2 separate regions of the Canis lupus genome follow, and region 1 is linked to region 2. Evidence: chromatin contacts called from public Hi-C data. All regions are on one chromosome and are shown on one strand. Each heading gives the region's core, a stretch centred on a gene start, on an enhancer-like site or on the middle of the called end of the contact. The rest is flanking DNA. Distances are from core to core; before and after follow the strand shown. Region 1 has its middle 37 kb from the start of FABP5. Region 2 holds the start of PAG1 (phosphoprotein associated with glycosphingolipid-enriched microdomains 1).

Region 1 (2,868 bases), core at 180-2,679, 110 kb after region 2:
TGGGGACTGTCTATCATAATGTTCTGGAAAGTCGTCCATCCCTGACTGATCTGAGATAAATGACATTCCTTCTCAAAAATCTGGCATCACTGAGTTTTGAATCATAAGGTTGCCTGTAATATACAGAAGAATTGAGTTCAAAAAAAATTTTTTATTAAGTCATGTATTCAATACATTGCTAGATCCTGGGTGTAAAGATGAACAGACTAAAAACTTTCCCTTAGAGAAATCTCCCACCAAGATGTGTTGGAAGACCAGGACAAAATAATCACACTGCTGATAAAATGTACCCAATGTTGAGAGGTGTTGACAAAGCATCCTGAGAGCCCCCAGGGAGGAGAGAGCATTTCTGGTCATGGCATATGGGCAAAGTTCTACCAACAGTGTGTGGAGAGAGTTTGCATTTAAGTTGGACAAGAAGGATTTTAGGGGGTGGTGAGAGGCGATGAATCTCAGGTAGGAAAAAAGAGAATCATCTCAGAAGGAGAAGAAGGCAAAGGTTGGGTGTGTGGGGGGAGAGCAGAGGAGAGTCAGGTTGGTGGCTGCAGAAGGTGTGCTTCATTGAAGAGAGGGAGGTAAGGCCAGGAAGGTATGAGGGCAGAGGAATTGCCGACACAAGCTGTCACAAATGGTAGGCCAGGCCAATATGGCTGGTGCTGTGATTTTTACCATATAAGCTTAGAAGGTATGTGCATATGAATTCTCTAGATGGAGGAAAGGGTGATTTTTTTTTAATTGAGAATCACTGGGTTATAAATACTTCTAGGTCTTCACACCTCAAATATCCCTAACAGTCCTGATGGCGCCTGGCACATTGCAGATATCCAGTAAATTTTGTTGAGTGAATGAATGACTTCTGCTCTTCCTGCTATATGGATGATAGAGGAGACCTGCTTTCCAACAAGTGCACATCTTTTTTTTTAAAAGAAATTATTTATTTATTGGACAGAAAGAGAGAGCAGAATCAGGGGAATAGCAGAAGGAGAGGGAAAAGCAGGCTCCCCACTGAGCAGGGAGCCCAACATGGGGCTCGGATCCCAGGACCCTGGGATCATGAGCAGAGCCGCAGACAGATGCTTAACCGACTGAGCCACCCAGGTGCCCCAAGTACACAGCTTCTAAAAAAAAAAAAAAAAAAAAAAAAAAAAGCCAAAAGTGAGGAGGGCACAAGTGGACTCTGGAGTCAGGAATGGCTCCAAGATTCACTGAGGACAAGTGATCAAGCCTCTCACTTCAAACCTCTTCTCTTCATTTTAAATTGGGAACAAAATTAGAACCTACCTGGTGAGGTTGTGACATTTTAAAAGCCTGGCATACAAAGCACTATGGTTAGCTATTATTCGGGAGCTGTTAGAATTCGAAGGTAGCAACCAGAGTTCCTTCCTCCGGCTTCTGGCACCCGTTGACCTATCAAGAGATTATTCTGTCTTATTCTCACATCTGTCCTCCTGACATTTTATTTCAGTCTTCAAAAGACATGAGGCAAAGCATCATAAACATAAAAATCATCCCTTTTCCTTGCCCTAACTGATTGAAACCCTTTTCACACGACAGGCTCCAACGGGCATACTCACTAGCTGCCTGCTGGACCCTGTCAGCTCTTACAGCACGCTGCCCAGGCCATCTGCTACGCACCACGGCGAGCCATATGGAACCTAGCCCCCACTTCTTTGGAAATGCCTGGCTTTTTCCTTCTGTGGCTTCTTTGCTTAACTGTACTTCCCAGGTCTATGGAATGCAATGGTTTGTGATAACAATTCTCTTATCTTCCACCCTTCCACCCTTTTGCAGTCTTTTCAGTCTTTTTAATGGAATTTTCAGTATCTCTTTTTTTTTTCCAGAATTATAGTCATTTTCTGTTATCCACACTTTATGTCTATAGCTATTGTTTTATCTTCCACCCTCTCCTTGGAAGGAGAGTCAATGACTTAAATTTTATCAGGAGAGCCTTTAGATGATGCAGCAACACTCCTGTTAAGTGATGACCAAAAGCCTCACTAAAAGCCCTGTGACATTTGTGATCCAAGGTAAAAAATTCAGAAATCGCACTTCTAGAATTCTTTCCTACCACCATCCCTATTCTCTACAAAGGGAATAATATTACATTTTCTGTCCTTCTCTCCTCAGTTACTTTCTACTGCAATTATCCTCCTCCAAGCTTAGAACAGCAGGTACAGCCATGCTGAGATGATTAGTTCTCAACTGTTGCAGGTTATTAGCAGCACAGAAAATTATATGCAAACCAAGATATGGTTTGGCTCCTACTGTGATAATCTCAATGAGATTTACAAATATCAAGGATATTTCTAAGCTCTCCTTAAAACTCGTAGCAAAAGCGCTTGTCTCTTCAAAGTAGGAGCTTAAATTAAACCTTAATCAGTCTTCAAAAAGAACTTTCAAGGATTTTGTCTAAATAAATAAGAGGGCTGGGTTGCTTATTTAAAGATACTTTTTTAATGAAACAGGAGTTTTTTTTTTTAAATGGAACAGAGGTAAAAGGAAGCAATTTTTGCTGATTTTCAGCAAAATCATGAAGTGAGACAAGCAAGTTTTCAGCTGCCATAACATCTTTCCATGCTTCTCGGTTTTTGTTCCCACTATGGCCCCAAGGCACTTATCAATCATGCTTTTTATACCATAAGGAAAAATATATTAAAACTTAGTATGTTAGTATAAATTAATTAGAAAATGTTAGACCCCTGAAGATAAAAGAAGGACGTGCTTTACAAAAGCATTTCCGAGGAAGAAATGAGCAATTCACCCTCATTCTCATGGAGGAATAATTTCCATCTTCTGTTCCTTTTTCTCTTAGGCATTGATTCCACCTCCATAAAAAACAAAAGCTCTTTTCCTTTCAGTCCTTTCCAG
Region 2 (2,700 bases), core at 41-2,540:
GAATTTAATTGACTCAAATATTAAATAAACATCAATGATGATAATGTATTGCTCTACTTAATGGGAATCTCTAGGGGACAGATGAAAAAGAAAGGTTCTAGAATTCTATCCTTCAAAGCAGGACAGGACAGCTACCCATAAATCATACTCTTTTTTTATTAAGATAATTAAGCCCACCAGTAGTACACTTAACTTTCAGACTCAACAAATGTCTGGGATGAACAATTCCCACTTTTTCTAAAACAAAGAGGATGTGTTCAAAAAGGGTCCTCTGCAAGCTCTCTGCACAATGCACGCTATTTTAAAACATGATTTATGTGTCTAATTCCTGGAGCTGCCTTGAAAAATATACTGGGTTCTTCCTCGCATGCTACCTACTAGGAGAAGACACTCCAATTTGAAGAGTGCCCTCTGTTTCAGACTACAAGAACGCTATATCATGTCAGCATTTTCATTAAATACTGTTCAAGCTGGACCTTAAACAAATGGAAGGGAGAGCCACAGCTGCAGCCACTGCAGAGACGGTTATCCCGCCGGGAGGCTTATATAAGAGGCGCAGGGCCGGCAGGGTGAAACCCAAGTGTCATCATCCAAATCCTATTTCTTTGAGACTTGCCCACATTCTTGAAATGTACGAAATCACAGACGATGGACGGATTTCTCATTTTATTTGCCTGATGGCACAAAACGCCGTGTTGACTTAACAACTTGTTTTCTCCCTAAACGCCTGGGCTCCAATGAGGGAGACGCTGGCAACTTCTGCCTACGGGAAGAGCGGAGTGGGATGCGCGCGAAGCCCCAAGGACTGGCTGGCTGCCGTCCCCAAAGACCCATCGCGTCCAGGGGTCACTCCCCCGAGGGCTCAGGAGAGAGGTAACGCGACCCCGCACGCTCCCTCCACCGCCAAACGCGGTCCAGGAGCTCGGAACGTGCAGTCAGCGGCAGGCGAAGCGCCCTGGGAGCACCTGTCCTCCCGCAGCACGTTTCCAACCCGCACACTCGTCCTCTCCCCGCGCGCCGGGTCCGCTTCTCCGCACCCCGACCTCCCCGAGCCCGAGCGCGGCCCCTAACACACGGGGGCCACCCCCAGCTTCATGCAAAAACGATCATGCCAACGCACCTCCCCTCCGCACGGCTCCCTGCAACTTCAGAAACTACAGTCAACTTACCGGGACGCGGAGACCGGGAGCCCTCCGGGGTGGGGCGGGGGGACCGCGCTCGGCTGCGCGCAACCCCGCTGGCCCCGCACCGCCCGGGCGGCTGCACGGCTGCTCGGCTGCTCGGCTGCACGGCTGCTCGGCTGCACGGCTGCACGGCTGCACGGCTGCTCGGCTGCTCGGCTGCACGGCTGCTCGGCTGCACGGCTGCTCGGCTGCTCGGCTGCACGGCTGCTCGGCTGCACGGCTGCTTGGCTGCTCGGCTGCTCGGCTGCACGGCTAGGCGCCGCCGCTCTGCACCAGCCGCCTCGCTCCGCCGCGCCCGGGGCCGGGGGCACTGGCCAGGGCGCGGCGGCTGCGGCGGCACCGGCCGCGCGGACCCGGAGCTGCAGAGCTGCAGGCGCCGCCGACCCCGGAGCGCGGCGCTCCGAGCCCCCGGCGCGTGTCTCCGGCTCCGAGCGAACGGCCGCTCGGCGAGGACCGCGGCACCGGGAGAGCCGAGGCGCCGTGCCCCGCAGAGCCTCCGGGGGGCTCCCGGGCGGCCGGTCACATCGCGCGCGCAGCACCGCAGTCCGCACTCGCCGCCGCGCCGCGGAGAATGACAGGCGCCGAGGCGGAGCAGCCGTGCGGGGCGCGGGGCGCCAGTGCGCATGATCCCGGCCGGCTGCGGCACGTCACGGGGGAGGGGGAGGGCGGGGAGGGAGGGGAGGGAGGGGAGGGCGGGAGGGAGGGAGGGGAGGGCGGGGAGGGGGCGCGCTGGGCGGGGCCGGGGCGGGGGCGGGGGGGGGCCTGGCGCCGCGCCCCGCTCCGCTCCCTAGCGGGGAGGCGCAGGAAGTCTCCGCCTCGGGGTTCTGCGAGCCCTGGAGCCGCGAGGTTGAACTTGTCTGCAGAGTCCATTGTCCTTGACCCCCCACCCCGCCCCGTGTGCTCTCAGGGGTCCCCAGGGCGCTGGGCAAGCCCCGAAGAGCCACGTTAGCTCAGGTATAGCTTAATCGTGAGGGCCTGCCACTGAGGGGACAGGGGTCCTCCCCACCTGGCTGTACATTACAGAATGACTTGGGAAGCTGGTGGGAGCCCTTTGCCCTGACCGCACCCCTGGAGTCCAGACTTAAGTACCGGAGAATCCCTGGGTGAGGCTCGGGTATCAGTAAGGTTGTAAAGCTTTCCAGATGATACCGGGGTACAAACAGCAGAGGTTTTTCAAAGCTGTAGCGTTTGTCAGAATCTTCTGAGCATTTTGAAAGAATGCAGATTTCTGACTCACTAGGCCTAGGCGTTAAGGGAAGATCCTTCATTCCTAACACGATCCCAGTTGATGCCAGTGCTGTGCTCTAGCACCGGACCACCTTATCCTTACTACCCTTAAGTATAGTGTAGGATCTGGAGCAGAGCTTCTGAAAGGTTGGGCTGTGTGAGAATCACCTGAGTAATGTTTTTGTTGGTTATTGTTTTTTAATTGCAGAGCACATTCTCAGGCCCTCCCCATGTGGTTCAGCCTCTGGGGCTCTGCTAATTCTGATGGGTCTGACGATGGGTGGTGTTT

What was found. A called contact is a pair of places that touch in the nucleus more often than the background predicts.
Region 1: a contact with region 2 is called in a Hi-C map of amygdala, with 2.6 times the contacts expected there. The contact joins the enhancer-like site here to the promoter of PAG1 in region 2. A contact is called at or near these places in 3 of 9 Hi-C or Micro-C datasets (amygdala and blood).

Annotation. Positions count from the first base shown.
Region 1 is chr29:29,021,567-29,024,434 of UU_Cfam_GSD_1.0, forward strand. No RefSeq gene overlaps it. Among named protein-coding and RNA genes, the nearest start is that of FABP5, 37 kb to the right of the region's middle. Within about 2 kb of position 1,430, at least 2 of the 20 cell types and tissues checked have an H3K27ac peak or open chromatin away from gene starts, as enhancers often do.
Region 2 is chr29:28,911,780-28,914,479 of UU_Cfam_GSD_1.0, forward strand. It overlaps PAG1 (phosphoprotein associated with glycosphingolipid-enriched microdomains 1), which reads right to left and starts at 1,291. Exons shown (of 9, transcript XM_038579603.1): 1 at 1,170-1,291.